Regions from separate parts of the Mus musculus genome. Here regions 2, 3, 4, 5, 6 and 7 are each linked to region 1. The links are chromatin contacts, called in public ChIA-PET, HiChIP or PLAC-seq, capture Hi-C and promoter capture Hi-C maps. All regions are on one chromosome and are shown on one strand. The core of a region is the stretch at or near the end of the contact, and the rest is flanking DNA. Distances in the headings are between cores, read along the strand shown. Region 1 holds the start of Gstm4 (glutathione S-transferase, mu 4). Region 2 holds the start of Sort1 (sortilin 1). Region 3 has its middle 24 kb from the start of Eps8l3. Region 4 holds the start of Sypl2 (synaptophysin-like 2). Region 5 holds the start of Eps8l3 (EPS8-like 3). Region 6 holds the start of Cyb561d1 (cytochrome b-561 domain containing 1). Region 7 holds the start of 4933431E20Rik (RIKEN cDNA 4933431E20 gene).

What was found. Promoter capture Hi-C pulls out the DNA fragments that hold promoters and counts their contacts. ChIA-PET counts read pairs in DNA pulled down with a chosen protein or histone mark. HiChIP or PLAC-seq counts read pairs in DNA pulled down with a chosen protein or histone mark. Capture Hi-C pulls out chosen DNA fragments and counts their contacts.
Region 2: a contact with region 1 is called in an HNF4G HiChIP or PLAC-seq map of pancreatic cancer cells. The contact joins the promoter of Sort1 here to the promoter of Gstm4 in region 1. A contact is called at or near these places in 4 of 39 promoter capture datasets (the 3T3-L1 cell line, liver, pre-B cells and 1 more) and 1 of 115 datasets of contacts at active chromatin or transcription factors (pancreatic cancer cells).
Region 3: an RNA polymerase II ChIA-PET map of memory CD8 T cells shows a contact between it and region 1, with 12 read pairs. The contact joins the enhancer-like site here to the promoter of Gstm4 in region 1. A contact is called at or near these places in 2 of 39 promoter capture datasets (embryonic stem cells and liver), 3 of 15 datasets of contacts at CTCF or cohesin (the NIH/3T3 cell line and large pre-B cells), 42 of 484 Hi-C or Micro-C datasets (the 3T3-L1 cell line, 3T3-L1-derived adipocytes, the AML12 cell line and 33 more), 10 of 115 datasets of contacts at active chromatin or transcription factors (T-cell acute lymphoblastic leukemia, bone marrow-derived macrophages, effector CD8 T cells and 6 more) and 1 of 9 other capture datasets (adipose tissue).
Region 4: a contact with region 1 is called in a promoter capture Hi-C map of adipose tissue. The contact joins the promoter of Sypl2 here to the promoter of Gstm4 in region 1. A contact is called at or near these places in 6 of 39 promoter capture datasets (the 3T3-L1 cell line, 3T3-L1-derived adipocytes, fetal liver and 3 more), 1 of 484 Hi-C or Micro-C datasets (the G1E-ER4 cell line), 2 of 115 datasets of contacts at active chromatin or transcription factors (embryonic stem cells and pancreatic cancer cells) and 1 of 9 other capture datasets (adipose tissue).
Region 5: a contact with region 1 is called in a promoter capture Hi-C map of embryonic stem cells, with 2.8 times the contacts expected there. The contact joins the promoter of Eps8l3 here to the promoter of Gstm4 in region 1. A contact is called at or near these places in 25 of 39 promoter capture datasets (the 3T3-L1 cell line, the C10 cell line, the HPC-7 cell line and 16 more), 3 of 15 datasets of contacts at CTCF or cohesin (the NIH/3T3 cell line and large pre-B cells), 64 of 484 Hi-C or Micro-C datasets (the 3T3-L1 cell line, 3T3-L1-derived adipocytes, the AML12 cell line and 41 more), 9 of 115 datasets of contacts at active chromatin or transcription factors (T-cell acute lymphoblastic leukemia, craniofacial prominence, embryonic basal ganglia and 5 more) and 4 of 9 other capture datasets (adipose tissue, liver, macrophages and 1 more).
Region 6: a contact with region 1 is called in a promoter capture Hi-C map of adipose tissue. The contact joins the promoter of Cyb561d1 here to the promoter of Gstm4 in region 1. A contact is called at or near these places in 21 of 39 promoter capture datasets (the 3T3-L1 cell line, 3T3-L1-derived adipocytes, the C10 cell line and 16 more), 2 of 484 Hi-C or Micro-C datasets (both in embryonic stem cells), 5 of 115 datasets of contacts at active chromatin or transcription factors (bone marrow-derived macrophages, effector CD8 T cells, embryonic stem cells and 2 more) and 3 of 9 other capture datasets (adipose tissue, liver and pancreatic islet).
Region 7: a contact with region 1 is called in a capture Hi-C map of macrophages, with 3 times the contacts expected there. The contact joins the promoter of 4933431E20Rik here to the promoter of Gstm4 in region 1. A contact is called at or near these places in 23 of 39 promoter capture datasets (the C10 cell line, the HPC-7 cell line, HPC-7-derived erythroid cells and 14 more), 4 of 484 Hi-C or Micro-C datasets (cerebral cortex, cortical neurons and embryonic fibroblasts), 5 of 115 datasets of contacts at active chromatin or transcription factors (bone marrow-derived macrophages, embryonic forebrain, embryonic stem cells and 1 more) and 4 of 9 other capture datasets (adipose tissue, liver, macrophages and 1 more).

What each region holds. Positions count from the first base shown.
Region 1 is chr3:108,042,905-108,046,932 of GRCm38.p6, forward strand. Gstm4 (glutathione S-transferase, mu 4) reads right to left here and starts at 1,952. Exons shown (of 8, transcript NM_026764.3): 1 at 1,733-1,952; 2 at 1,449-1,524; 3 at 991-1,055; 4 at 616-697; 5 at 420-520. The coding sequence starts at 1,768.
Region 2 is chr3:108,282,324-108,286,351 of GRCm38.p6, forward strand. It overlaps Sort1 (sortilin 1), which reads left to right and starts at 1,741. Exons shown (of 20, transcript NM_019972.3): 1 at 1,741-2,117. The coding sequence starts at 1,818.
Region 3 is chr3:107,851,542-107,855,569 of GRCm38.p6, forward strand. No RefSeq gene overlaps it. Among named protein-coding and RNA genes, the nearest start is that of Eps8l3, 24 kb to the right of the region's middle. Within about 2 kb of position 1,865, at least 68 of the 459 cell types and tissues checked have an H3K27ac peak or open chromatin away from gene starts, as enhancers often do. A contact at or near this core is called in the G1E-ER4 cell line, the HPC-7 cell line, Th2 cells and 7 more, where this site is marked.
Region 4 is chr3:108,224,552-108,228,579 of GRCm38.p6, forward strand. It overlaps Sypl2 (synaptophysin-like 2), which reads right to left and starts at 2,048. Exons shown (of 6, transcript NM_008596.1): 1 at 1,813-2,048; 2 at 1,572-1,646. The coding sequence starts at 1,866.
Region 5 is chr3:107,875,228-107,879,255 of GRCm38.p6, forward strand. It overlaps Eps8l3 (EPS8-like 3), which reads left to right and starts at 2,003. Exons shown (of 19, transcript NM_133867.2): 1 at 2,003-2,139.
Region 6 is chr3:108,198,854-108,202,881 of GRCm38.p6, forward strand. It overlaps Cyb561d1 (cytochrome b-561 domain containing 1), which reads right to left and starts at 1,981. Exons shown (of 3, transcript NM_001081320.2): 1 at 1,774-1,981; 2 at 1,272-1,309; 3 at 1-862. The coding sequence starts at 1,921. The coding sequence ends at 359. Atxn7l2 (ataxin 7-like 2) reads right to left here. Exons shown (of 11, transcript NM_001289545.1): 11 at 3,375-3,520. The coding sequence ends at 3,506.
Region 7 is chr3:107,894,557-107,898,584 of GRCm38.p6, forward strand. It overlaps 4933431E20Rik (RIKEN cDNA 4933431E20 gene), which reads right to left and starts at 1,657. Exons shown (of 3, transcript NR_015459.1): 1 at 1,087-1,657. It overlaps Gstm5 (glutathione S-transferase, mu 5), which reads left to right and starts at 1,298. Exons shown (of 8, transcript NM_010360.2): 1 at 1,298-1,442; 2 at 1,742-1,817; 3 at 2,070-2,134; 4 at 2,732-2,813; 5 at 2,906-3,006; 6 at 3,411-3,506; 7 at 3,610-3,720; 8 at 3,895-4,028. The coding sequence starts at 1,398. The coding sequence ends at 3,993.

The DNA.
Region 1 (4,028 bases), core at 702-3,201:
GTGAACAGAAGCACTCTGAGAGGCTGGAAAGGGTTCTGTGACAGTCCCTCATCTTGGACTTCATTTTCTAATCCATGGGATATTCCTGTATTTCGTGACCAGCAAAGATATGAACTAGCTGGCAGAGGACACAGGTAGAAAACACTTGGAAAACACAACTCCACTATCTAGGAACTTAATGTCCACTCTGGGAAGTCTGGACTGCACCCTAAAATAGGTGGGGCCTAAGTAAGAGCATTCATTTGATAGTTCAGTGTCATGGGGACAGCTGATGACAACACATGAAACATCCTGGAGGGTAAGAGGCTAAGAAATTCAAAAGGTAAATAAGATCTGTGCAGATTGGGAACCTGAGGGAGCTGACTCCTGACCCAAACGCTGCCTGGTCCAGCCCAGGGAGGGAGTGAGATGAGACTCACAAAGTCTGGGCTGTAACAGACTCGAGCCAGCTGATTGGAGACATCCATAGCCTGGTTCTCCAAAATGTCCACGCGAATCTTCTCTTCCTCTGTCTCCCCACCTGCAGCACACACAGCACAGACGCATCTTCAACACCTCACACCAGCCAAGCCAAGGGGGTTGTCCCCCACCCCACCCTGCTGACGCCCCACTCACACAGGTTGTGCTTGCGGGCAATGTAGCGCAGGATGGCATTGCTCTGCGTGATCTTGTGTGACCCATCAATCAAGTAAGGCAACTGCTTGGACAATAAAGGATGGTCAGACAGGATGTGAGGTCCCAGCCTTCCTTCTCTGGATTAGGACTGACATGTGGCCTGCCGTTCATCATGGCTAGCATGGGAAGCCCTCTACGAACACACTGCACACTGAATGGAAAAGCTAGGACACAGCCCATCTCAGAAACGCCACCAGGAACGGAAGCAAGTGAACAGAAGGAAGCATTGACTCCAAGCCCCTCTTCCAGGTGAGGAGGTGAGATGACTTCCCCAAACCTCCCCGTCCCCAAACCTCCCCGTCCCCCTCTACCTACATTGGGAAAGTCCAGGCCCAATTTGAACTTCTCACTCAGCCACTGGCTTCGGTCATAGTCAGGAGCTGTGATTGATGAGATTGCATAAAGAGAAATCAGCCCAGTGTCCAACACACCTATTTCAGGGACCCAACCCCCTAAGACAAGGATCTGTAACCTCACACAGTGAGCCTTTATCCCTGAAAGTTTCAGGAATAAAGAGTGCTTGGAACTGAGGGGCCTACAAAGTTTAGGCAAATCTTGATGAGGAATGTGATCTAATTTCAACAGGAGGGGTATCCACCCCTTCACTTCCAGGAGGAAGGAAGGTCAAGCCCAGCTCTCTGGGGCTTACTGAAAGAGGCAGATTCTAAGTCCATCTGGGGGAGCCCCGTAGTGCGGGAGGCGTGAAATGTAATGTAGGCACCAATTGCTAGGCGCCAATGGACAGGAGACGTCTGACCGACAAATAGCATTACCGTCTCCCATGGTGTATCTCTTCTCTTCATAGCTTGAGCCTGTGTATTCTAGGAGCAGCCGAATAGCGTGAGCTAGCTGAAAAGATAGGAATGGGGGCGGGGGACTTCTGTGTGACTTCACCTCCTCCAAGTGCATATACACGGGCGCACAAACCAGCAAGGACATGTGTGCAAGACCCTGAGCCAGACAAGCAAGGGATTCCTCTCGCCCCACCCCATCCTCACCCCCCAGCTCGCCTTCTCCTAACCCTGCAATCCTTCCCACTCATCAGGTGGTTGCTCACCCCACGGATGTCCCAGTAACCCAGTGTCATAGGCATGATGCTGGTGCCTGAGACTGAGTCCACCGGCCTCCGGTGTGAGCAACTTTGACTTTATCCTAGTGCCCTCGGGTCCCTGGGCGGGGCTGGTGCCCGGCGTGATCCTGCCCCTCCAGACTCTGCCCCGCAACACACACCCTGCTCTACAGCTTTTCCCCTGACAGTCACCTACAGAAGCCAAATTACTGAGCTCCGCCCCCAACAGACCGGAAAGCGTAATAAGCGATCCCGCCTGCAGTTCCGCCCAATCGTCCAGCCCGGTGCGCAGATGCAGAGCTCTAGTAACTCCCTGCCTTTGCCGTACCGCTCTGCCTTCTTACCCTGTTGCCTTCGGTCTGTGGGAGGGTCAGGCCACTAGGAGAGGCCCCAACCCGGAAGTGCTGATTAAGCACTTCAACCCTGCTGTCAAACAAGACAGACTTCTGCGGGGCTCTGCTGATGACAGTGGTCCCCAGGTGATGTTTTTCCGTCTGGCAGAGAACATGTTGTCTTTCTGTTCAGAAGTTCCTCATCTGAATTCAAAGAGATTATTTCTATCACAGATAAACCCCTGACTCAAAAAAAGGGTGGAAAATGGAAAATTTGAAGTTTCATACATGGTCAGGATGTCTGTATTACCCAAGGACAGAGGCAGCTTTCTCTATTGAGTGACCGTCTTAGTGTGTACTTACACAGACCTAAGACTTCTGAAATGTCCGAGGGTACACAGGGTCAGCATGTGACAACTCAGGATTAGTTTATAGCAAATGCAATCAAGAGAGAGATGTCTGAGTTCTCAATAGCTGCTGTTCATAGCAAGGCACACTGTTTCTTCACACAACATTGGTTGTCGTATGTGTCCAAAGACTGTAGTCTGCGGAGGGGGGCTTAGGGAAGTGGGCTCTCATTTTGTACAACAGACATCACACACTCACTGCATTTTGTTATTACATTAAGACTTCTACAAGATCACCAAATAAGAATTTTAAGCTCCATTATAAGTCTTCCTGAGTATATAGGGTCCATCTTTAACTAAAATGTGCTAAAGTGGCAGGTGACCATACTTACAATTCTTACTAATGTTAAGAATGTACTGTGGCAATGCATTGTGACAAAAATAATTCTCACATTCTAAGAGACTGGGACTTTCACTGGACCTCACAGCAAGAGTTAATAATACATCTTGAAGTCCCTTAAGCTTGCTATTCTACTATGTACTCTGTCTGTCTGTTTAGCCTTCCTTTAAGAGAATGATGTAAGAAGAAATACTTGTCTTGGATTTTCCATGTAATAAACTTCTATGACCTAAGATAACACGCAGCTGTAATCTGTTTTTTGGGTTTTTTGGTTGATGATGGTGGTGTTTTGAAGGTTTGGGGGGGTGGGGGGGGCAAGTTTTTGTTTGGTTTTTATTGTTGTTTCTCAGAGACAAGGATGTGTCACTCTCTGCATATCCCCAGATGTCCTAGAACTCACTGTATAGACCAGGCTGGCCTTGAATTCACGGAGATCCACCTGTCTCTGCCTCTGTGTGCTGAAATTAAAGGCGTGTGTCATCACACATGGACCTGTAATCCTTAATTGTGTACTTGTCTTAGTGACTTTTCTACTGCTGTGGCAAAGCATGTGTTTTGCATGTTGGTTTATTGTGTTGCTTAACTTGCCATTTCCCTTGCTTGTCTTCTGACTTCCCTACTCATTATCAAGCATAGAACTATTTCTACATATCTCTCAATGTGTTTGTCTCTTTGATTTTTGGTGTTTGAGATTAGGGGTCTCACTATGTAGCCCAGGCTGCCCTGTAACTCACAGAGTTCCTTCTGCCAATTTTTGCTGTATGTATTTTTGTCCCAGTCCCACTATGGAAGTGATCATTTATAAAAAGGAATCCCGTAACCCTCCTGGGAGTTCTCCCAAATTATCTGTGCTTGCCTCGTTTTGAAAGGGTTATCTAGTTATCCTTGAATAAGCGTGATTTCTTGGCAGATAGTTTTAAATATCTGGAACACTCTAAGGACTAGTTGGAATCAGAGTAAGTTAGTGTACAGGAGAAGGTGTCAGCCTCATGTCACTAGAGACATGGTGGAACTCATATGGCTCCAGACGTGTGAGCATCCTTTGTGTCTCAAGATGAACAAAGTTCTGGGCGTTGGGTTCTTGTTTTTTGTTTCATCTTGTTGCTTAAAACAACAACAACTTATTTTTGACTATTTAATACCTCCGTACAAGATAGACTTATTGAATAGAATTTAAACAGTTCCTGCTAGACAGGTTTAGATAG
Region 2 (4,028 bases), core at 491-2,990, 240 kb after region 1:
ATGTTGTGTTCAAGAAATGATCTTACATACAAAAAGGTATAGCTTTGTGATAATTACTTCATATTGATATTTTTGCTTGGGAGGCTGGTGAAGGAGGATCAAAGACTCTAAGCCACCCTGGGCTACAAAAAAAGACTCCCCAGTTCAACAAACTGACAAAATCTAAACGTTAATGGAACTAAATAGCTAAAAGATGTATCTGGTAGTTTCTCCAGCAGGTAGCACTGTTGAGTTAGCTTTCTTCTTTCCCCATAGTAAGACAATAGACCATTCATCTTTGTCACCCAAACAAAGAAATATTCCTTTGTAGCCCCCTTTTTCCCCTCCGTAACTGGTCACATGCTACTGTAACTGACTGCCTTGTGATCTAATCCATACTTGACACGAATTAAAAATAAGTTGTGCTTAAAAATAAATAATGTGGCGTTTATATTTCTGGAAAGAAAACACACTCATCAGTTTTTATCTTGTTCAGTGGCTCAGAAACTGGAGGGCTTTTCTGTTGATTTGCCATCCTGTTCCGCTTTCCAGAGCTTCACAGCTCCCTTCTTACTGTGGTTTTGGGGAGAGGAAAAACTCCCGAGTACGTAAATAGTTTTGTTTGTACTATTCCGTGTGCATACTCGGGTAGGCCTGCCGTTTGAGTTTACTGTTAAAGTTAAAAGTAACTTCCAATGGCTTCCACTCTGGTATAACATTTTGCATACTTTGTATCTTTTTATCTGGCTTCCTGAGTTCCGACTGAACAACTTGAAATGTTGGGAAGAGGTGGAGTGAAGTTAAGGATTTAGAACTGGTTTTACCAGCACTGCATGTTCTAAAAGTTGTGTGAGCAGCTTCTGCGGTGTAGGGAACAGTGGGGAGGTTATTTGCTGGAGGTGGGTATTCATTTAGGAGGCATCATATTCAGTGAGGGAATTGGTGTGATGCACTTACTGCAGGGCTAAGGGTGCTTTAGGTAACTAAAATCAGAATGTGACTGTACTAAAATGATAATATATAAAGTGGGCTTTAGGCAATTCTCTTCCCGTATACCTACACTTGGTGGCAAAGCTACCTACATTTCCAAGTCCGCAGAAGCCAAAAAGTACTTTCGCCTCTTGACTACCTCCCTGCAGATGAGGAAGGTGACTGAGGCCAAACATGTTGGAAAGACTTCTGCGGCTTCCATGAGACACGGGTGTAATGATGTTCATCTGCCCCATAGGATTTTCGCATTCACCTTCTTGGCTCCTTCAGCAGACAATGGGCGAGCCAGCGAGCCGGGGTTAAAATCCTAATGTACCAGTTTATGTCGGAGCCCCTTTTCCAACTGAGAGTAGTAGTTCAGGGATTCCCTGGCTTTCCCAGGCGCGGTTTCCACCGAAGGAAATTTTTAGGAGCGTTTGGAGGGGGGTTGGGAGGAGGGTGGAGAAGGCGGCAACGTGACCCAACCCTAACCCGAGGGTCTCCGGAAGCGCCGCCAACCTGCAGGCTGAGCGGGGAGGGGAGAGGGGTAACCCCTAGGCCAACTCCGGGAGCCCAGCCCGCAGACGCCGAGCGACGGTGGAGAATGACCTCAGCCGTCCCTGCCACGTTCCAGCCAATCAGTCCCGCATCTTGGCATCCGAATCCAGGACCCCCGAAGCCGGAGGCGACGCGAGCCAATGAGGAGTGGGCCGGGAAAGAAGGACAGGCGGCCAGCCTATTGGGGAGGAGAGGCCCGGCTGCGCGTATCCAAGCAGCGCGGGGCCGAGCTCGGGGGTGTGGCGCAGCGCCGGCGGGGGTGGGCGGGCGCGCCGGGTGGCAGGTGTCAGCGGCGTCTGCATTCGGCAGCGATGGAGCGGCCCCGGGGAGCTGCGGACGGCCTTTTGCGCTGGCCCCTCGGCCTCCTCCTGCTCCTTCAACTGCTGCCTCCTGCCGCCGTCGGCCAGGACCGGCTGGACGCGCCGCCGCCGCCCGCGCCTCCTCTGCTGCGCTGGGCCGGTCCGGTCGGGGTGAGCTGGGGGCTGCGCGCCGCCGCGCCCGGGGGCCCCGTCCCCCGCGCTGGCCGTTGGCGCCGCGGCGCGCCCGCCGAGGACCAAGACTGCGGCCGCCTCCCGGACTTCATCGCCAAGCTGACCAACAATACGCACCAGGTGAGCGCGCGAGGCCCGGGCGCCCGCCCCGGTTGGGTCGCCCCTCCGGGCCCGCGGCCCCAGGCGGCCGCTCCGCTCCCATTGCACGCTTCGAGGCTAGCGCGAGACCCCGGTTGCGGAGGGCGGCGAGGCGCGGGGGCGGCGGGGGCCGGGGTGGCTGCGGCCCGTGGGGCTGTGTGTCGTCATAGCCGAGGCAATCCGAGACTTTGACTCGCTGCATTCTTTGCTTCTGCTTCTTAAGTTGTCAGAATCTCCCGGTCATCCCCCCCCCCCCCCAACCCCCACCCCGAATATAGAACGCCGGGTCCACCAACGCTGGTACCTACCAGGAAGCTGGAGGCATAATTACCCCTTGAGTGATCGCAGAAGTTGGACAGCCCAGAAGCAGAGGTGTGCCCTCCCTGGGTCGGTACTTTTGAGGTTGACGTCCAGAAATCCCACAGCAGTTGTTAGGTCATGGCTTGTGTTTCCATAGTTAAAGGAACACTCATGGAAATGAAAATGACATTGAAACCCAACCGTGAAATGATATCTCCCCTGCTCCCTAAAATTAAAAACAAAAACAAGCAAACAAAAAACTGATTCAAGATGTTTCCTCAGGATGCAGGCTCAGAACCCTCTAACCTGACCCAAAACGACCTTGAGAGGTATTCCGAACCAAATTCCTGTGTGCAGAACCCAGAGAACAGAAAACGGCCTCTAGGACCTAGATTAGAAGCAATTGCAGAACAGCTCGGATCATCCAGAAGTTCCATTAAATGGCTTTACAGAGTGGCCAACTGTCCCAAACAAGAGTCTGGTTTGTAACCAGTCAGCCCCCTCTTTCTGCATACTACAGGATCTTTAAATCCCTTTGCTCCAGACCCATTCTGGAGATTGGCTCCAGTGTGCTTTGTTTCCTTGTAAGTTGACCTATTAGGAGACTCTTTTTGCACAAGAACTGGTATTGGCTTCTGTGTGTGACCCGCAGCCAGCTGAGATCCTGTCATCTGTCTCATTCCTTCAAAATTGACTTATAACCTTGTGTTGAACCCTTACTGGGACACCTCTATCCTGTCCTAATTTCTAATAACTATGAAACATTCTGCAGATAGTCACTTTAAGCCTGCTCTTGTCAAGACTTTCAAAGATTTGGTGCTTCTGTTTTGGGCACAAGAGTCTGAACCTTGACACACTGCTGCATTGAGAAATTGTTAGGAAAGTCTTGGTTTCAGCAACTAGGACATCTTCCTCCTCCTCCTCTTTTTTTTTTTTTCCTAAAATTAACAATTGTTGCAACCCATGTATGAGAAAGGCATTTTCAGTTCAGTGTATTTTCTGTGTTATGTCTTTCCTTTTTTTCCAAAGAAAGACTGTTCATGAAGGTGGCCGTGGGTGGCTGGAGTTCTGTACCCGTTCTTTGTTTACATTCCATTTCAGTATCCCCCCAAATCTCAGTGTCCCCTTGGGGTTTCTTTTGAGATCCATACTTGTTAGTTGTGACCTAATTCTCCGATCAGAGAGAATGGAATGAGTACTGGAAAGTCTTCCTATTTAATGAAAAAGTAAAATAAGCTTGTGTAGACCTCTCTCTCTCTCTCTCTCTCTCTCTCTCTCTGTAGGGTGTTGAGAAAGAATTTACCTTTACCACTGATACTTCATGCCCATTATCCCTGGCCCACAGCTCTCTGCACCAGCAAGCCCCGACATTCTTCAATTCTTCTCTTGCTGGATGACCCATCTTCAAATCCGCAACAGTTCCCGGTTGAATGTCACTTAGAGTATACCAGTTCCAAAGAAACCTGATTCTCCTTTGAAGTTCGTACGCAGGGGGCTTTCTCGAGTTCATTTAACTTAGTTACAGCTTGCTTTCTCCCCTTCAGTCTTTATTTCAAATGATTTTCCCACCCCAGTTGTTACCCTTCCAGAGTG
Region 3 (4,028 bases), core at 615-3,114, 190 kb before region 1:
TTGAATCCAGGACCTCTGGAAGAGCAGTCAGTGCTCTTAACTGCTGAGCCACCTCTCCAGCCCCCATAAAATGCTTTCTGTACAAGCGTGAGGATCAGAGTTTGAGTTCCCAACATCCAGGTAACAAACGCAAAGGCATCTGCCTGTAGTCCCAGAACTGAGGCGTTTAGAGACAGGAGAAGCCCTAGAGCTCGCTGGTCAGCTGGTCCCGCCAAGTCAGTGACCATCTGGTCCAGTGAGAGACTGAGAGTGTAGAGGAAGACAGGCATAGACATCTGGCCTCCACCCACAGGTGTGTACATGTGTGTGTGCAACCCCTTTCACATGAACACACACAATACACCATACACACCACACACATAACCAAAAACACAAAAATGAACAAATAGCACAGCCCTGACTTTCCGCTGGGTCTTGTCTGTGTGGAGTCGGCAGTCTCACTGGGAAAAGAGCCTGGCTGCCTGAGGACAGCAGTGTGGGGTCCCACTCTGACCTCCAGTCCCACAACTCGAGCATCCCTTTCTAAGTGTAGTGTGTCTCCAGATCAGCAATGGGTCAACACCTCAGAAGCGTGTGTGTAGAGTCTCCGTTGTATTCCAAGCCCTGCGCCGGACACTGCCCTGCAGCAGTAAGCAGGATGGATGTGTCCAGCCTTTGGTAACTCTCCCATCCTTTCCAGTGTCACCACCCCTGTCTCCATTTATCCTCATTCCAGATTGCCTATGTTCCCATTTTCCAGCTCTGTAACACTGAGCAATGTGTTTAGTGCTCTGGACCTCATCTATAAAATAGGGTAAGGATCCCTCCCTCCTAGAAATGAATTAATATGAGAGCCCAGTGCAGATCCAGATTGATCCCGTTATCCTCTCCCCCCCCACCCCCACCCCCGGCTTGCCTCTGGTACTATCTTCCCCTAGCATGTCTTTCCTCTCTTCTGCAGAGACCTAGAAACCCAGCCTCTGAGAAGTTTTCAGAAGGAAGACAGGCAGGTTGTGGGGCAGGCCAGGGTTCTGCCAGACCTACCAGTCCTTGAGGCACTTTTCTGTTGCTGAGTGTTCTGCACCTCTTGGAAAGTGGATGAAGGCAGGAGTTTGGGCGATAAGACCCCTGCCTGTGACTACAATGCCAGTAGCATTGAATCTGAAGGACTCAGGTCTATTGACTGAAAGTCCCCGCTCCACCTGGTAGAACTGGTCCCTATAAACTATCAGCCACCTTACGACCACTGGCAGATTCAGGGGCCTCTGAGGATTAGCACCCAGATGCAGAGCCCTCTGACTTGGAGACAGGGGAATATATCTCTCAGAGCCAGATGAGACCCACAAAGCCTCAGGATGGGGGTACTGGCAGAGCCCCGTGGAGGCCCCACGGAAAGACTCAGCCCAGGAAACTCTGAGCAATGCCGGCAGACCACAGGGCTCTGAGCTTCCTGCTCTCCCCATTTAGGACACCCTGTCAACGTCAGAAGGCTTGTGAAACCTGCTGGTGGGCAGTGGAAACTCACGAGCCCCTAGGGTTCGTGGGCTGTGGTTGCCCCGCCCCTTTGCTGCCCTGGTGTCCACACTGCTATGGGATATGAGAAGGGTACCTGATGGAGGCCTGGAGAACTCCTCCTTGGAAGCCTGGGTCCTGGGCTCTGCATGTGTGTACTCTGGATGCTGCAAAAGTGCAGACTCTGTTGCTGAAGGCCTTTGGGGTAGGGAGATGTGGCTGGCGGTTCCTTTTCCAGCTTTGCTGGTTCTGTGCCTGACTTTGGGAAAGGTGCTTTCTTTGTTTCGGTTTTGTCACCTTTAAAATGGTGACCAAAAAGCACCCACATCCTGAACATTAAAGAGTGACAGAGACTTTTGAAGTACCTGGTACACAGTATGCTCTAAACAGGACCAGTTGTCTTGGCAACCGTGAGAAGAAACAGGCATCTCAGAAGTGGATATTTTTGACTCGTAATTTAATTATAAACTATCCAATCGACTACAGACGGTTCCAAACTTACAGTGGCTGTCTAGCTTAGTGCTATGAAAGCAATGCACACAATACAACAGAAAACACACTTTGAATGTGGGTCTTTTCCCGTGACTATGGATATGTAATCTGGCCCTCTCTGGTGAGGCTGGGAAGTGACAGGCAGCCACAGCTCCTAGTGAACCATGTGATGGTGGCAAGCAACAATGAGACCCTACAGTGTACTGAGTTGCTAAGCCATGGTTTTGGGGAGGCTGGGTATATGAACTGCATCTTCAATGACACTCTCAATGTACGATAAACTTACTGGAAACCAGACCCGTTGTAAGTCAAGAGGCATCCATGTACTTGGAAGAACGCACCGTCTTCTCAAAGCTGTTTCTCTCTTTGACTGTTCAACAATCCCTAGGTCTGTGTGGAGAGCCCAGCTTTGGTACCTCTGCTTAAGAACTGGAATGAAGACCTTACTGAGGGAGTCACACGTGGTCAGAAGAGGAAGTGGGCCCTGTACCAACCCGTGTATAACATAGCCATGGGGACCTTGCAGAGGCGGCCAAGGACAACGACAGAGGCTATTTTCTCAGCTACTCCCAGGGCTATTGCTCAAGACGGTCCAGGACCATCTGTGGCTATTCCTCCAGTGCTGCGCTTGCTGGGGCTCCTGCTTTATCCCTGCAGACCACATTAGAGCTTTGGTCCCTTTTTATCCCTCATGCTGAGGTGGGGCTCCATCTCCTTTCTACACCCTACAACACGATCATCCCTACAGCGATGCCATATCTTCCACTCCCAGATCTCTTGATGGTCAGCCTCAATGTCCGTCCACCTGCCCGTGGGCCAGCAAAGCAGCCCAGACTCAGAACAGAGAAGAGACGGGCTCCAGTGGGACATCCTGTTGTGATTTTCTCCCCAATACCTGGATATCAGGGAGAAGGCAAGGGGGAAGCCCAGCACTTGAGAGCTACTTTTTGTCTTTATGCTCTAGAAGCACTGAATGCTTCTAGAAGCATGAAGTGCATTTCTGGACTCCTGGACAAAGCAGTTGGGAATAGGATAATCAAGAAGAAGCCAGGATAGAAGCTGCTGTCTTAAATGGATGGCCCAAAAGATGGTGGTCAGGGAAGTGGCCTCAGAAGCTGCTAAAGTACAAGGAGGGATCCCTGGATGAAGCCCGGAGGTTGATGGACCATCCAGGTACTGGTGGGGCTTGGAGATGTGAAGGCAGGGCCTTGTGTAAGCATGGTTCAAGATGGGGTGACATGTGGACGTTAGCTTCCCAGTGTATTCAGAGACTGCAATCAGAGCATAACTCCCTCAGTGAAGAGCCCTGGGTAGGGCCAAAGCCAACCAACAACAAGCACACTGCGCAGAGCTCTCTGTCCCACCCAGCCTCCACCCACCACCCCGAAGACCGTTCCACACTCTGCATCCACAGCGGTGCACTGTTCACAGTTTTCCAGGGGTCCCCGGGGCATGGGAAGCCCGAATTCCCTCAGGAACAATGAGTATCTGAGAGAGATGGGTGCAACAGACACCGCAGATGACCAGCTCCCGGGTCTGTACTGAGCAGTTATGGGACTAGGTGCAGTCACGTGACAAGGCACTCTCCCCGAGCCTAGGCTGCACATCGTCCTAACAGCTGGGCTCATGAGCTATTTAAGTGAGGAGTGTGGTGAGAAGACTCAGTGTTCAGCCAGTACAGCCTAAAGTTCAGCAAGTGGAGCCCCAGTGGTTTTACACTGTACATTCACCATACAGGTAGGTACAAGAAGAAGCAGGTAAGATGACAGAGGCCTCTGCCAGCCTTGTGACTCTCCAAGACTCTAGTTGGCATCTCTCCCTCCCCAAGCCAGGCTGAAGACCCAGTTGGAATGCAGGAGGCTTCTCACCATGGCAAGGAAATTGCCGGGTCAGGGTGTGGGCAGCCACAGTGACCATCTCGCTGCAGGACGGAAGCAGCTTTGCTGACTGAGAGTCTGCGGCCTGGACATCCCAGCCGTACAGGTCTGAGGTCAGCAAAGGGGAGCCAGGCCCACCACGGCTTCGCCACTCCCACGGAACACCAC
Region 4 (4,028 bases), core at 798-3,297, 180 kb after region 1:
GGGGTGTTGTAGGAAGTAGAGTGAGGACAGTGGCAGGATTACAGAAGGAAGCTTTCTAGAATCTTCCCAGGGGGGATAAGTCCATGGTCTTTCCTGCTGTTTCCACCTCCTGACAACCTGTCACTTTCCATTAGATCTACTTGTCTGGTTTATATAGCACGTATGTCTTGTTCCTCAGGATCTCTCAGCGCCTCCCTGCTTCTGAACCCCAGTTCCTTTGAAACCTTACCTTTCCTACTCGGTCCCCTCTGGTACTCAAGTCAGAACAGGGAAGGTCAGGAGGTGAAAGAGTTCAGGCAACATTGGCCCCACTCTTGAGGCAGCAGAGAAAGTCTCAGAGTTTATTTACTCTCAGGACTCCCAGGCTGGCCTGCAGCCCATTAGGATCTCAGATACCCAGAGACAATCCCAAATGCCCTCCAGATTTGATGATTTCCATCCAAACCACAATTACTTAGGATTTAGTGACATCGTGCTAAGTCCTATCTCCTGTGAATTCAAAGATCTTTAGAACTTGGTTCTCTTGGATATTAAGGGTAAATTGGTCCCTAGCTGAATCCAGTGCTTGAGGGTACAGTAATAACTTCATATAGAATCTGGTATATGGCTTGTCTAACAAAATCTTTTCTGCAAGAATGCACAAAATGTTCCCCAAATCTTTATGATTTGAAATGCTGGCTGCATCTCAAGGACCAGTGAAACAAGCCAGTATTCCCACTAGACCAGAGAAGGGGAAACTGAGGCCATGGGCCGGTGAATGTTTCAAGGTCACAGGGTAAATCTAATATTGAGCTATACTCTAGAATGCTGACAGGCATTTGATCCATGTTTGACTAATGTTGGAAACTAGTGTCCAGAGAAGTGACTTGTCCAAGGTCATAGAGCTGAGACAGGTAGCTCTAGGCCTGCAACCTACCATCCCTCCTTCCCGGCTCAATGTTCTGTTATGCCAGCTGTCACATTTTCTTCTGTCTTAATTGGTTTTTTTATGTAATCATTGGATTGGGAAACTGTTCATTCATCCATCCATTTCTTTACTCGGTTACAGTTTCCCAAATTGCTCCAGTGACTTCAGCTGGTAGTCTGTCTCCTGAGTCCACCCCAGGGATCATCCAGGTCCTAGAAGGTTCCAGGCAGGATGGTTTCTGTAACCCATTTCCTTTCCTGGTGCCTTTAGTAGTAGCGTTGTTCTCACTGCAAAGTGGACCTTACCCTCCTTGTCCTCCTCACCCCTCCCGCCACTGAAGAGTGGTATGTGCAGGATCAGAGTTCTGGAAAGGTTACACCCGGGTCTTCTCGTCCGAGTGAAATGTGAGCGCCCTGGGCAAAGGCGCCTTGCACATAGAAGGTCCGAATCCGGGACTCCGCATGCCGGGCTCCTCTCCCTCCTTCCACCGAGCGCTGGAGCAGCAACCCTGGTTCTCCCCTCCCCCGCCCACCTGTCGCCACCCCCCACCCTTCCGCGGTGGCTGGGCCCGCTGCATCTCCCCAGCCTCCTCCGGGGCCACATTGCTTCGGGTCCGCGTCACAATCCAGGCTCCCGAAATAGCCCGGGGTTAGGGCCGACTCACCCACTGGAGAACTTTGATGAAGCCCAGCGGCTCCTCCAGGCGCTGCCAGCGCAGCCCCAGGAGCAGGCGGTCCACCTGCGGAGACAAAGCCAGCAGACGGTCAAGGCGGGCCGGCCCGGAGGGAAAGCGTGGGGCTTTCTATTCACATTGCGGGGGCGGGAGAGACGGAATCAGACACATTCGGGACATCTAGGTAGACAGGGACTAGCGAGAGTCCACAGGCCGGGTACTCGGGGCTTACCTGCTGGCGCGGAGACTTGTCCGAGGTGCGGCCGGGGCTCTCCGTCGAGGACATGCTGGCGCGTCGGGGCGCAGTGCAAGGGTTCGACTCCCTGGCCGGGAGGCTGCGTGGGGCGCGGGGGCGCTGGGGGCGGCGGGCTCGAGGCCGTGGGCAGGCCGGGCTCCAGGCTGGCGGGCTGGGTCGTGGGGGCGCTGCTGCTCGCGCTCTCGGAGGCTCTGTCCGCCGCGCTGCCCCGCCGGCTGCAGAAAACCCCCGAGTCCGATTCAAACTTCTGTCAAACAATCTGGCGGACTTGGCAGCCGAGTCACGTGGCGTGCGATCGCGAACCCTGCTCCCGCCCCTTGCTCTCCCCTTTTTCCGCGCGTAGGGCGCCTTAAAGGGACCTGTGGAGCCTGCTAGCCGTCGGGCTGCCAGAAGGCTCCGGGGTTTTTGCCAGAAGCTTCCAGGATGGGTCCCCACTAGAACAGCCCAGCTGCTTCAACGCCACGGCCAAGGTCAGGAACCTACACGGGATGCGTGGGCTCTAGTGCAGCTTTCCCGATTTTCCTGGGTTCTGTGGAAGGGTTTTCTTCTACAAATACCGTAGTGACTAGAGCACACAAGATTTACCTAAGGCATTCTTAGTGCTTCTGCTGCTGTAACAACGGCGCTCCACCAGCCAGAACAAAGAACTGAACTTTTACTTCGCATCAGACACGGTCTTACTTTTTAACAACAAACAGCGTTTGGATGTTAATGAGTTTTAAAGTTATCAAACTTTAAAAAGTAAGAATTCGATCTCCTTTTAACCGCCAACACTATTTAAATGAGAATGAAGTCTCGGAGGAGCCGTGGGAGTGGAGATTAGCGTTTGTATTGAAAACTAGGCAGAGTTGCAGTTTGATTGACTTTGAATGGGCCTAATTTTCGAAAAGTGTTCTGCGGTAGCCGGAAGTGAGCAGTTGCTAGTATTACACATTAGGTTTACAAGGAGTGGAAATCTAGGTAGTTAAAGATGACTTCATTTACCCAAAGAAGCTGAATGAGCCAATGGGCGGGCCCAGGAGGAAACCAGCCTTCCTTCTTTGCTCTTAACTCTCGTCCATCAAAGTCATTTCTTTGATGATCTGCCACTATGCTTCCAGCATTTCAAAACCAATGCTTTTTGATTAAATGTTCTGCTGTTATTTATACAATCCAGCCATTGGATAAATGTCTTCCCAAACCTGGCCATGAGTGTGTGGGGAGGCAACCAGCTAAGGCTGGAGTTGAAGGAAACTTCTGCCATGGAATTACATGCAAATTTGGGCTAAATAAGGAATTGCTGAGTCCACAGATATGCCCGTAATAAATCATGGGGACAGGAGAAATGGTTCAGCAGTTAGGAACATTGCTTTCTCAGAAAACCATGGTTTGGCTCCTGGAACTCACATGGCACCTCACACACATCTGCAATTCCACTTCTAGGCTATTCATGGCCCCATTTGGCCCCTGGACACCAGGCTTACACATCAGATGCACATACACGCCTCAGGCAAACACTCACATACATAAAGTAAGGATCAATACATCTTTTAAAAGTTATTCTGCTGTCTTAGATTCCTGTTCTACAGTCATTTCTGTACTGAGGTGTATACACCCAAGCCACACAGATATGAAATAATATATATTACTGCTAGTCGGTGGTGGGACACACCTTTAATTCCAGCACTTGGGAGGCAGAGATAGGCTGATCTCTGAGTTTGAGGCCAGCCTGGTGAGTTCCAGATCAGGACAGACAGACACAGAGAAATCCTATCTTGAAAAACCAAATAATATTAATAATAATAAGATAACAATAAATAATACATATTACCAACATCTACTGACCAGCCTTGTTTGCCTCAAGTTCATTGCTCATCTGTCTTCTGTACCAGCCCCCCCCCCATTATACTGTACCTAGGAGAAGTACATAGACATTACACCATAATTTTTTCAAATTGTTTTAAACTTTATTCTATTAATATGCTGGTTTTTTGACTTGCTTTTATTTTGTGACAATTATCTGTCCTGATACATATAGCTTTAGTTTCTTGGGAGGAGGTTGTTTTTGTTTTTTCCATTTTAGCAGTAGAGCATTCACCACAAATAAGCAGAGTATTTTCCTACTTGCTTATTCATGAGTGTTTGGGTTAGTTTCCAAAGTCCACTCTTCAAACACACTCCTTTTACAGATGTACCCATCTTCTTGTATATGT
Region 5 (4,028 bases), core at 753-3,252, 170 kb before region 1:
AGAGTGGGAGAGGAGGAGCCCACCCACGAGGTGATGGGGCTGGCTGATGTAGGGGCTGAAGGAGGAGTAAGGACTGTAGCTCCCCGCTGGGACACACGGAGGTGGGACCACGGCAGAGGAGCCTGGGATGTTTGGAGGGAGGTGATGAACTCAGGTTGTATTTTGAAGCGGCTGTGACTCACAAGTGTGTGTTCTAGCACCTGGCATGGTGCCTGGCAGGAAGCTGAGGAATAAATAAATTGATGATGGATGTTCCCCCAGTCTCTGTAGCCTCATAATTCCAGGGAGATTCTCTCAGGTTCTACTTCCTTCCCACCCAAGCCCCACCTCCTCATTCCATAGTCAGGATTGCTTGGGACCCAAACTGTCTTCCCAAAGAAGCGCCCTTCCCCATCCCTGGGGTGAGTAGCCTGGCCTCTGTATGCCTCCTAATGCCCTGTTTTAGCCAATTTCCATAATACCTAGCACCAAAAAGCTCCAGCCCCAGCCTCGAAACTTCCTAGGCTACAAGGCTCCTGCCTGGTGGACACCCAAAGGACCATGGCGTTCACAATCCTGAGAGTTCCTGGTGTTACAATATCCTTCTCTGCCCAAAGATGTCAGCTAGGTCTCTGTTATGTGTTGAATCCCTGCCCTACCCTGTTTCCAGGTATCCTACAGGAATCCCTGCTGTGCTTACATTGACTTGAAAGACCCTTAGGAAGGACAGGGCCTGGTCTGAGCTGGGAAGAATGAAGTCCTGGTTAGTCACCCAAACCCAGCCTGAGAATGGAATATGATTGGCCTTTAAGAATAAATAAACAAATTAAGGCTATTCAAACCTGAAAGTGGTACAAACCAACAGAAGGCCCAGGGAGGTCTAGGGGGCTAGTTCACACAGGATGGTGGCGAGATGCTGACCAAACAGGCAGTTTGACCTCTAGGCCCCAGAAATTGGCTGCCCAAAGGACCTTCCTGGGGGCTCACAGCAATTCAGTTGGGAGAAGTCCCTCCTAGGTCCAAGCCCTGGACTCTAGGCCATGAGGACAATACTGGATGACTGGGGGAAGCAGGACATCATCTCTCACTTGGTCCTGAGGAAGCCAAGGACACATTCCTGACTGCAGGCTATAGTTATATGATCTGTGGGAGTCTTCTCCACAGATCCTAACCCCAGCAGGGCCTGCGACTCTGTCCCAAGAGGCTTAGCTCCCACATGAGCATCCCTGCCCCTCTCTGCTTCCTTCTACTTCTGCCTTAATTCCTTTGCTGTCTATGTCTGAGCTCCTACATCCAGCTGGGAGTTTCCAGGAGGTAAAAAGTCTGGCCTGCTCCAGGTACCACAGGAGGTTTTTAAACAAAGCAACTTGCAGGAACTAGCAGGTTCTTGAATAGCAAAGGGAGGCCTTAGTTTGAAGGCATCTATTAGGGCCTGGGGGGCATGGGGCAAGGTGAAGAAGAAAGAGTAAAGAACAAGTGTGACCAGAGGGGAGAAGGGACAGGTGGATGTGGCCAGGATGAAATAGCCCTCTTTGTCATACCCAAGTGACCCTGAGCCTACCCCAACTTCTCTGGCAGGCCATGTCCTATTCATGGGCAAGACTTGGGCACACACAATCCCACACTCATGGATGCAGGACAGAAGCATAAAACACACATTCCAACCCAAAGCTTTTCTTGAGCCTATGGTCCATCAGTGGCCTGTCCCTAACTCAGAAACTAGGCTTAGGAGACCACATGTGCCTTCTCTTGTTTGTGGCCCCAGTACCTAATGCTAACCCAGGGGCCTCCCGAGGAGATATGTAAAAGGTAGGGAGATGAGGGGCCACACCTGAGGTCAGAGGCCAACAAGGAAGAAGCTGGAGAGCAGGGGTCTCGGGTAAAGCTCTGGCACCTGTCAGCACAGACACTTCCTCAGGTCCACTACCGTGCTGTGCGGTTGGTGGCCTGAAAGGCCTCTCCACCCTCTAGAGTCCAAAGACCACAGGTGTGGCTTCCTCAAAGCCTGCTTCCTGGCTCTCAGGCCACCTGATCACCAGTAGGTCTCTGCCTGAGGCGCTGGCAGAGAAGCCAAACAGAGCTCCCTCCAACATTAGTGGACCACTGGCTCAAGCATCAGACTCCTTGGGGGACCAAACACCAGGCGGCACTGGCAACCAGGTAAGAGCCTATTTCCAGTGAATAGCAAGGATTGGTGATCCTGGGGCCAACATGGACATCTCGGTGGCTTCCTAGAGTTGGGGCATCTTGCAGTGTCTTCTTAGATTCACGAGCAAGGATTAGCCTCAGGAACTTAGTACCTGCTGGAGACCAGAAAAGGCAAGGAGCTCTAGAAGGCTTTTCCCCTAGGTCAGCCTTGTAAATACCCCTTCCTTGCTCTATACACCTACACAAGGGAGAGCAAAGGCCAATGCCTGGCACTAAAAGGGCCCAGGCAGGTCAAACAGCACCCCCAGCCCTGGGGTGTAGTATCTTTAGTAGTAGCTGTTGAATTATCTCTACCAGCCCACAGGAACACCTGGTGATTTACAGGGACCATTCTGATGTGAAAGACTAGGGCAGGGCTGATCAGAAAAGGGCTCTTTTTTTCCTTCCATTTAGAAGCAGGAATTGAACGCCACTGCCTAGGGAGGCGAGGAAAGGCAGAGGGGAGAGTCAGGCTTCCAACACTCTTTGCTCTTATCTAGGATCGGGGTTTTCCCCACAGGGAACAGAGATTAGCCGCCTCCTCTGTGTTCCCATGATGCTCACTTGGAGAATAATTTTTCCATCTGTGAGTCATCTTATCCACTCTCTGTTATTTTCATAACAGTCCCAATAAATGGGTGTGAGTGCTTCCTTACACTTTGGTCGGGATATTCCAGGGTTACAAAGAACCCTAGTGCGCCAAACAGATCGATGCATGAAGGCACTCAAAACCATGGCCACGGATAACACATTCTCTTGACACATACACACACCCAGCACACACAAATGCTGGACGTTTAACTCCACTCCATTTCAAAAGATGTGTGTTCTAGCCTTCCCCTGCCCCCATGACCCACCACCTAGTGACAGGGACACATTTGTAAGCCACAGAGTTCTGGTTCACTTCCCTATTAAACAGTCAGAGTGACTCTAGGCCTGTTGTCCTCTCGGATAACAGTTTCAGCTCTGGGGTTGTTTTGAGTACTAGCTGGGTCACTGAGGCAAACCCCTTAAAGCTGTGCTCACCAATTGGTGCTGGAGAAGTACCAGTGGATGGATGGAGGTGAAGACTTAAGAGGTAGGGTCAGGAGAGGCTTGGCAGTGGGCTCGGAGTTCTGTCAGGGCTGCGGTGACCACTACTGTTGTCAGAGAGGATTGAGCAATGCTGAAAATACTCTGAGCAGGTGGTGGTTAAAGACAGCTTTACCAGATAGTTGGCTGTGAGCTGCATTTAGAGTTCAGGTGGGGGAGAGTCTCTGGGAGAAAATCTGGAAGCACCAGGAAGAAATGAGGCAGGAGTGGTAGTCAGACATCAGATGAGTGTAGGTCCCAAGCAAGTTCCACAGAGCACACCTCACTCCGTATAAATGTCTGTCTGTCTTCTATCTCTAAATCTGTCTAACATATAGAGACACACATATGCACACACACACAGTCTCTCTCCCAGTCTCTCTCTCACAACACATACACACAAAGTCTCACACACAGTCTCTCTTTTCTCTCTTTCTCTCTCTCTGTCACACACACACACACACACACACACACACACACACACACACACACACCACTGAAATACATTCTACCAGGCAGGGTCATTAGCTGGGAGTGTCCTCCCTATTTGCAGAATTAAAACAAGAGGCTTGCTACTGCAGCTGAGGCCTCTGCTCTCCCAACAGAAGCAACTCATTCATGGTATCTTTCACATCTGAACCCAGATCAAATATGGGAAGCCGTCCATGTAGTGCTCCCAGGAAGGCCCTTCCTCCACTGGCCTCCAAACCTAACAAGATGAGGACCTCTTGGGCAGGACATCAGATGGCTCTAGATAGGTCCCCTGGAGTCAAGGGTTTCGGTTCTGGTCA
Region 6 (4,028 bases), core at 731-3,230, 160 kb after region 1:
ATAGGGATCCCAGCATCTGTGGCTGTCATTCATAACCTAGGAGAACTCTTCATCAGGCACACAAGAAATCACCACCATCACCATCACCATCACCATTACCACCACCTAATACTTCTGTCTCCCACCAAGAGTGAGGTTTCAGGTTCTCCCAAACCTTCCACTTGTACCCAGTAGGGCATCTCCCCCTTTGAGCCCACTGTATCATGCCTCAACAGTAGCAGCTAGGGTTTCTGCACATTGTGGCTCAGCCATGAAGTGCAAAAATTCATCTACTTCTGAAGTGGGTCCTGTGAAGATCACCAAGGAACTGTTGAAATCCAAGGCAAGACTCCCACCTAGATTCAGAGTTTGGAGGCGTTCATATCTCCACCTTCTTCCTTGGCAAGTAGGAGCTGGAGATCTGGTGCATGATCACCAGGGCTGGGTACAATGGTAGTCCCAGGCACAGGTACCAGGCTGTACCTTTGATCTGGGCCTGGAACCACACTGAGTACATGCCCAAGAGCACCGTTACTGTAGCCATCAGGTAGACAACCAGGCCACACGTCAGATGGTAGAGCTTGAGGCGAGCCACCCTTGAGACCCGGGCTGCTCGTGGACAGAGGAGGCAGAGCCCACACAGTGCCTGTCCTCCAGTGGCCAACAGTGTCAAGGCTCCTATCCAGCTGTGCCAGGACACCAAATGGGACATCTCACTTCGGATCTTGCTGGAAATGATGAAGCCCAAGCCTAGGACAGCACAGAGGATGGCCATGGTCTGCCCTGCCCAGTGGAGTCGAATCCGGGTTTTTCGAGAGCAGAAGAAGAACAGGGAGTGCTCAGGTGAGAAGAGTAGAATAGCTTCAGCCATGCAGAGACAGAACTGTAATCATAAGGAAAGGCCAGTGAGCCTCTAGTCTACATGGAGCGCAAGGAAAAGGAGGTCTTCTCACACATTCAGAAGGACACGGGGAAGCTAAGGACTTGCAGCCTCACACACATCCTTTCTGGACCACAGAACAGCAAACATTCTACTGAGAACTTTCTACTGAGTTCTGAGGACAAAGCCTTGATAAACATCCTTCTTGCGTCTTCCTTTTAGGCACTAGAGGAGAAATATCTTCTGTTCCCCCTTTCCCTGACCTTCTCAGCCACCTGACACTTTACTCCACTTTCCCCAATCCTATAGGTTTTAGGGAAAGATGAAGCCCTCTTTAAACCCATCTCTCTGACCCTTAGGCTGAAAAACTGAATGTCTCCCCAAGAGTTAATCTAAGAATATCCGAACTCACCGCCAAGGCCATGAACACAGGGTGCCAGGAGAAAAGACCTAAGTAAGAATCAAAGAGAATAGGCTGACGGCTGGGCTTCACTGATACTGTCCCGTGGTTTGTAAATGACAAAGACCGGGCCACAAGGTCAGCATATCATCTTAAACCTAAACAAGAATCAGGAGCTCACCACAAAGGGAGGAGTCAAGGGGCCCTTACACCCCCTTGGCCTGGGGATTGCACTTGCTGCAGCCCAGTCCCTAGAGTACCTTAGCCTGCCCAGGACCCTCTAACGCTTTTCCATGTAGGGCCTCCTAAGGAAGTATCAGTTCTGTCTTTTCAAGCCCCACCCTCCCTGGACTTCCGGGAACCCGCCTACTACGCTTTTACAACCACTCCCGGACCCGCCCCTCCTCAGCTGAGGGTCCAGGTTTCCAGTCTCCCAGTGCGCCCAAAGCGGCCCCTCCAGCGCCTAGGCTCCGCCCCTTCTTTGGCCCCGCCCCACCTCGCCTCGCACACTCACTGGTTCCGGGCCGGGACAGCACAGTCAGAAAGATGGTGAAGCCCAAAGCTATCAGGTGCGCCAAGATCCCACTGCCTCTCCGCAGCCAGCGGGTCAGTCTCGGCTCCCTCGCTGGAGCGGGAACCAGACCTACCTCCATGGAATGCATAGCAGTGCCAGGCCGGCCGGCACAATCCAGCTACCAGAGGCTTCTTCCGGGTTTGCTATCGCGGAGGCGGCGGCGGCTACAGGAGAGGCTCCTCCCCGGGGAAGCTGCGGGGCCGTGTGGCGGAGGTGCCCACAGCGCCCTCTGTAGAGTGGGGGGGAAGCGCCTCGGCCCCAAAGGGCGGCTCCCGGAAACCTCCACTGACCTAATCGAGCTCCCAACCCACCTTCATTCTATCTTTGTGTCTATAAGGGTATCTCAAGAGGTCTGCGAAAATTACATCGGTAGCAACTGATACCAGCGAAATCCCAAATCACACACTTGATTCGCTGACCCAAGAGCATGAAACCAGTGTTCTGAGCAGCTTTCTAGAAGTACTGGATTCCCTGGACTGCTTACTTCTCAGACATTTCTGGCTTGTTCAAGAGACAAGATTTCTCCCTGTATTAACATAAATGAAAAGCCAAAACCTAGTGATCTAATCTGATGACTTCAGGTATGAAAACCAAAAGAAGCAATCTCATCATCCCTGCTTACAGGCGTAGTTGCTCCCCATCCCCTCCCTCCCACGCTGCCCCCTCAAAATATTCCAGATCCATGGGGCACTTTCAGCCTTTGCTGCCGCCACAGTAGAACCAGAGCTTTCCACAACCCCAAGTTCTGCTACACTATTACCTCCAAAAAGGTATGACCCAACCTAAAGAGTTCTATATGGGAGAAGCTTTACTCCGTTCAGGGCAAACTCACAGAAGAGACCAGAATGAGCTGTCCAGTGGGTAGGGAAATGGCTCTGTGGTTAAGAGTGCATATTCCTCTTGCTCAGGGGGCTCACAGCTGACTGTAACTAGCTACAGGGGGATCCCACACGTCTCGCCTCCGCAGGCATCACATGCGCATACCCACACACAGACACCATAATTAAAAAAAAAAAAAAAAAAAAAGCTGTCCAGCACTTCTAGAGCAGTGATCGCCAAGCTCAACCTCTGCATGGCTGAGGAACTAAGGCTGGTTTTAAGACATGGGAAGGGCAAGAACAGCCATTTGTAGAGGGATGGAAGCCCAGAGTAGCTAGAAAACCAGAAAGGGGCCATAAGCTAACTCCCACAAACCCTCAGGACAAAAACCCAAGGATGGCGTCAGGTGTGAGACCCCTTCCCTCTCAGTTCTTTCCCAGTGGAACCATAGTTGTCGCTCTTAAGCCTCTGGGGTGCCTGCTCACTCAGCGTCATATGCCTTATCATCCTCTCTGAGAAGATTCCCAGGGATGCCAGCTCCAGGTTTCTGTGTGCAGTGTGTGTGTGCTGGGGTGTACACTGCCTGTCATCCCAGCCTCTCGGGTTGGAGCTGCGGAGAGTAAGGACACTCACTCATTTGGCTACATCAGTTTCCATCCTTTTCTATGTTTCTGGTTTTTATATTTTCTTAGCAGCAACAGAACAGGGAGACAGTCTTGAGGTATTTTAAAGAGTTTTTTTTTTTTCTTAAAAAAAATAATATAAAGTTATAAAAAGCGGCAGCAGCCTGGGGCCCAGATCTGGAGGGGAGGAGGTGCTGGCGGCTCCGTTGCAGTGGGCAGGCACTTTCTCGTTAATGAGCTTTTGACTGCAGGGAGACAAGAGGTAAGAGACAGGGTCAGGCTAGGGGCCTACCTGTTATCCTTCCCATTGAACATCTGGGCTAACCCTTGGATTCCTTCAGCTGGCCTAATAAATACAACCGAGTAAGGGAAAAGGAATGGCAGCCTAACAGAGGACTGGGTAATGAAGCTGGAGAACACACATGCACACACCTGTACACACACAAGCAGGCCTGTCAGTTACTATCAGGTTTCCCTTACAGGTGCCAGGAGAGCTGGCAGCACTTGAGCCATGCCTAACCCAGAAGAATATTACCCTGCCTAGCCTCCCAGAAGTCCCTCCTTAGAGAGGTCACAGGGTCAAAGCAAAGCAGGCTTCAACAGGAAAGGTAAATAAACCTAGCTGCAAGCTTTGCCAGAACCTGGAGAACCTGCTGCAATCTGAAATGACTTGGTGGGCCTGAAGTTGTGGACTTGCTTTTCAATGTCCTAATGCCAGTGGGAGAACCAGAGAACTAGAGCAGCCCACCCACC
Region 7 (4,028 bases), core at 407-2,906, 150 kb before region 1:
CAGTTGGGGAGGAAAGGGTTTATTCAGCTTACATTTCCACATTGCTGTTCATCACTGAAAGAAGTCAGGACTGGAACTCAAGCAGGTCAGGAAGCAGGAGCTGATGAAGAGGCCATGAAGGGCTGTTCCTTACTGGCTTGCTTCCCCTGGCTTGCTCAGCCTGCCCTCTTATAGAACCCAAGACACCCAGCCCAGGGATGGTCCCACCCGCAAGGGGCCTTTCCCCTTTTGTGCTGTTTTACTCCACAATATGCTTATCATTTTCCGACTAACTTGTGGATCCTGAGCATCAGAATGAGGTTACCTGGGGCTGGAGAGATGACTCAGCAGTTAAGAGCACCAACTGCTCTTCCAGAGGTCCTGAGTTCAATTCCCAGCAACCACAAGGTGGCTCACAACAGTCTATAGTGGGATCCAATGCCCTCTTCTGGTGTGACTGAAGAGAGAGAGCGACAGTATACTCACATATATAAAATGAATAAATAAATCTTTTTTAAAAGATGAGGTTACCCTTAGTGGAGTTGTGTTTTAAATGTAAGGTACTAAAACAAAAAAATAGAAGACATCTCAATAATTTTCATACTACATTCTGAAACAGTATATATTGGGCTACGTAAGTATACTATGGATTCATTGCCTCCTTAAAAAAAAAAAAACTAGAAGCAAACCATTTAAAAACAATCATATGTCTGTCTTGCATTATACTGCTAGTGAACATTATGATCTAGATCCTATACACTCCCCACAGAGCAGAGAGAAAACACTCACACCCTCTGTCTGTCTGGCTGTCCATACCCTTTGCAACCTGCCCCAAATGCTTAATGTTTTGACTCCTCCCATAAACCAGCCTAACTCGACAGCACCTGCTGTTTATCTTGCATAGCTATTTGTCACCTTTCGGTGTTTGCTCTACCCTCCTCTTTCCTGGAGTGTCCTTTGAGGCATTTCCAATGTGCATGACCTATCCTTTTTCACAGTGGACCTGTTTAGTGTCCCCAGCCTCCCTCAGTCTTCACAGAGCCATTTGTATCTTACATAGAAAATGTTTCTATCCCCAAAGTACCTTATACCTGAATCGTTTCCTACCTCGTAGTTTTATGTGCCAGCTCAACTGTGCAACATGACTCACGCTTCCCGGGTAACTAAGGTCCAGGCCCCCACTGCCAGAAGAGTAGATGAAGCATCAACAGCCCTGGGAGAAGTTCACACCGGAGGATTTCAGGAGCCGCAGCAGCTGCGCCTGCGCACCGCCCACTGACCACGCGGAGGGCGGGTGGAGCATAGAGCGAGAGAGGAGGAGACAGTTCGGTCGCGTCAGCCCGGCCCACAGCGTCCAGTATAAAGTTAGCCGCCCACAGTCCATCGCTGTATCCCCGAAGGGGCTAAGATCGCCCAAAATGTCATCCAAGTCTATGGTTCTGGGTTACTGGGATATCCGCGGGGTGAGTGGTCCCTCGCCAGCCCAGCCTCTGGGACAGAGAGGTGCAGGCGGCCGGGCGGGGGTCAGGGGCCGGTGGGCCGATCTCCAGCCTACCTATGGGGTCCCCAGGACTGTGGGTAGAGGAATAAGGTACTGGAAGTTCCCGGGCGTGAGCGAAGGGGCTGCCTAAGGACAATTTCCCTGGACAGGACGCAGGAGCTTGGCAGCGTTGGGTTGGGGACATTGACGGAGGGGGCCTGCGAGCAAGTGGGCACTGCGCAGGCGCGCTGACCGGGGTCTTTCTCCATCCCCTGCTTTTAGCTGGCTCATGCTATCCGCATGCTTCTGGAGTTTACTGATACCAGCTATGAGGAGAAACGGTACATCTGTGGGGAAGGTAATGAATGTCTGTGGGTGCGCTACAGTTGTTTTTTACCCAGAGGGTTGTACCACACCAAGATGGTGTGGGACCCCCTGCTCCTGTAAGCTGGGAACTTTGCCAAGAGAGGCCCATAGAGTTATCTCTTGCTGTTCAGGCCCATCTTTGCAGAAACTCAAGGGTTAGTTTTTGGGGATTGGGAACTTGAGATAACAGGTCTAAGTCTCAGCTAGGTCGGTAACGGGCTTGGGTCCCACTTCTCTCTTACAGCTCCTGACTATGATAGAAGCCAATGGCTGGACGTGAAATTCAAGCTAGATCTGGACTTTCCTAACGTAGGTGGTTTTGGAGGAGTGGGCAGAAGGGAAGGCCTTCAAGTGTATCTGTTTTCACTTCATCTCTGGCTTGGGAGCATCTAGATAGAGACTCTTCACGTTTATAGAATGGATAGAATTCAAGGGTCATTGAACAGAACTGAGAATAACATTTTATTTCCTACTAACGTCTGAGAAACACTAATATTCTCCTCTTAAAGGCAGGCTATAAGAGACATGAGTTGATAGCCAGGTCTGTGACTTTATCACTGATAGATTCCAGGTATTTTCATGGTATCCTAAATGTATCCTCATGTGTCCTGGTTGTTAAAACACCTATTTTTTTTTTAAATGTATCCATAATCACCCTACTTTTACATACTTTAAGGTATAAAATATTTACATTTTGCTTTTTAAACGTCTATATGCCACACATACATTCACAGTGACACACAGGATTAAGCACCCTTGTCTAGAGTCAGGTGAGGACCCAGTGCTACTTTCTATTTATTTAGTTATTTCTCCTGGCTTCTACTCTCACACACCTTGCAAGTCTTCTCTTTTCCAGAGGAGTGGCGGTCCTGGAGGACTAGGTTCACATTAACTTTCCCCTTCTAGCTGCCCTACCTCATGGACGGGAAGAACAAGATCACCCAGAGTAACGCCATCCTGAGATACATCGCACGCAAGCACAACATGTGTGAGTGGGCTGAAGGGGATAGGAGGGAGGAGGCAGTTGGCTCACCTGGAGGTTGGCAATCCTGAGGGTGATTTGTTGCCATCTGGCTGCAGGTGGTGACACTGAAGAAGAAAAGATACGAGTAGACATCATGGAGAACCAGATCATGGACTTCCGCATGCAGCTGGTTCGCCTCTGCTACAATTCTAACCACGTAAGTTTCCTCATCTGGAATCACCTTTGTTGGGTTTCAGGCCAAAGTGCTAAGGATTATTCTGCTCGCTTCTATGGTTGCCATCTTTCTATCAACCCAAACTGGAAGGATTAGAAACAGACTCTATTTTTTGGTGTGGTTTGTCCTGTAAGTCTGGTGTTAGCTCCTCCTCCTTTCCAAAGCCCCAGCTCTCCATCCTGCCTTCTCCAATTAAAGGCAGAAAGAAGCTGCCTAGAGTGTGTCCATCACTGGTCCAGGCCCTGACTATAGCTATTGGGGGAAGGGGCCAGTGTGTGTAGAAGTCCAAAGACTTCTACATTAATGTGGGACCTGGGAATCAAACTCTATTCACCCCCATTGAGCCATGTGTTGACCCAACAATAGCTATTGCTTTTCTTTCCTAGGAAAACCTGAAGCCTCAGTACTTGGAACAGCTACCTGCACAGCTGAAACAATTCTCATTGTTCCTGGGGAAATTCACATGGTTTGCAGGAGAAAAGGTAGGGAGAAGGCACAGGGAGAGGCTGCCTGCCTGCCTGTCTATCTCTGCAGGTATTGGTGAGTTCCTTAGGCATGACACTTCATTGTCCTCATTCTTTCTAGCTGACCTTTGTGGATTTTCTCACCTATGATGTCTTGGATCAGAACCGTATATTTGAGCCCAAGTGTCTGGATGAGTTCCCAAACCTGAAGGCTTTCATGTGCCGTTTTGAGGTGATGTTCACTACCCCTTTCTCAAAGCACTATGCACAGGCTCCCCTATGGCCTGTAGGCCCCATTGTGCTTGCCCAACAGCAGCAGAGATCAGTGGAGTCAGACAGCATGTTTGCTGTGAGTCTGCTGGGCTGGGTCAGGGTCCTAATAAGACCTGGTATGCTTTTTCTTCAGGCTTTGGAGAAGATTGCTGCATTCCTGCAGTCTGACCGCTTCTTCAAGATGCCAATCAATAACAAGATGGCCAAGTGGGGTAACAAGTGCTTATGCTGAGCCAGAGCTCGCTGCTGCTGAGCCATCTTGCCCTG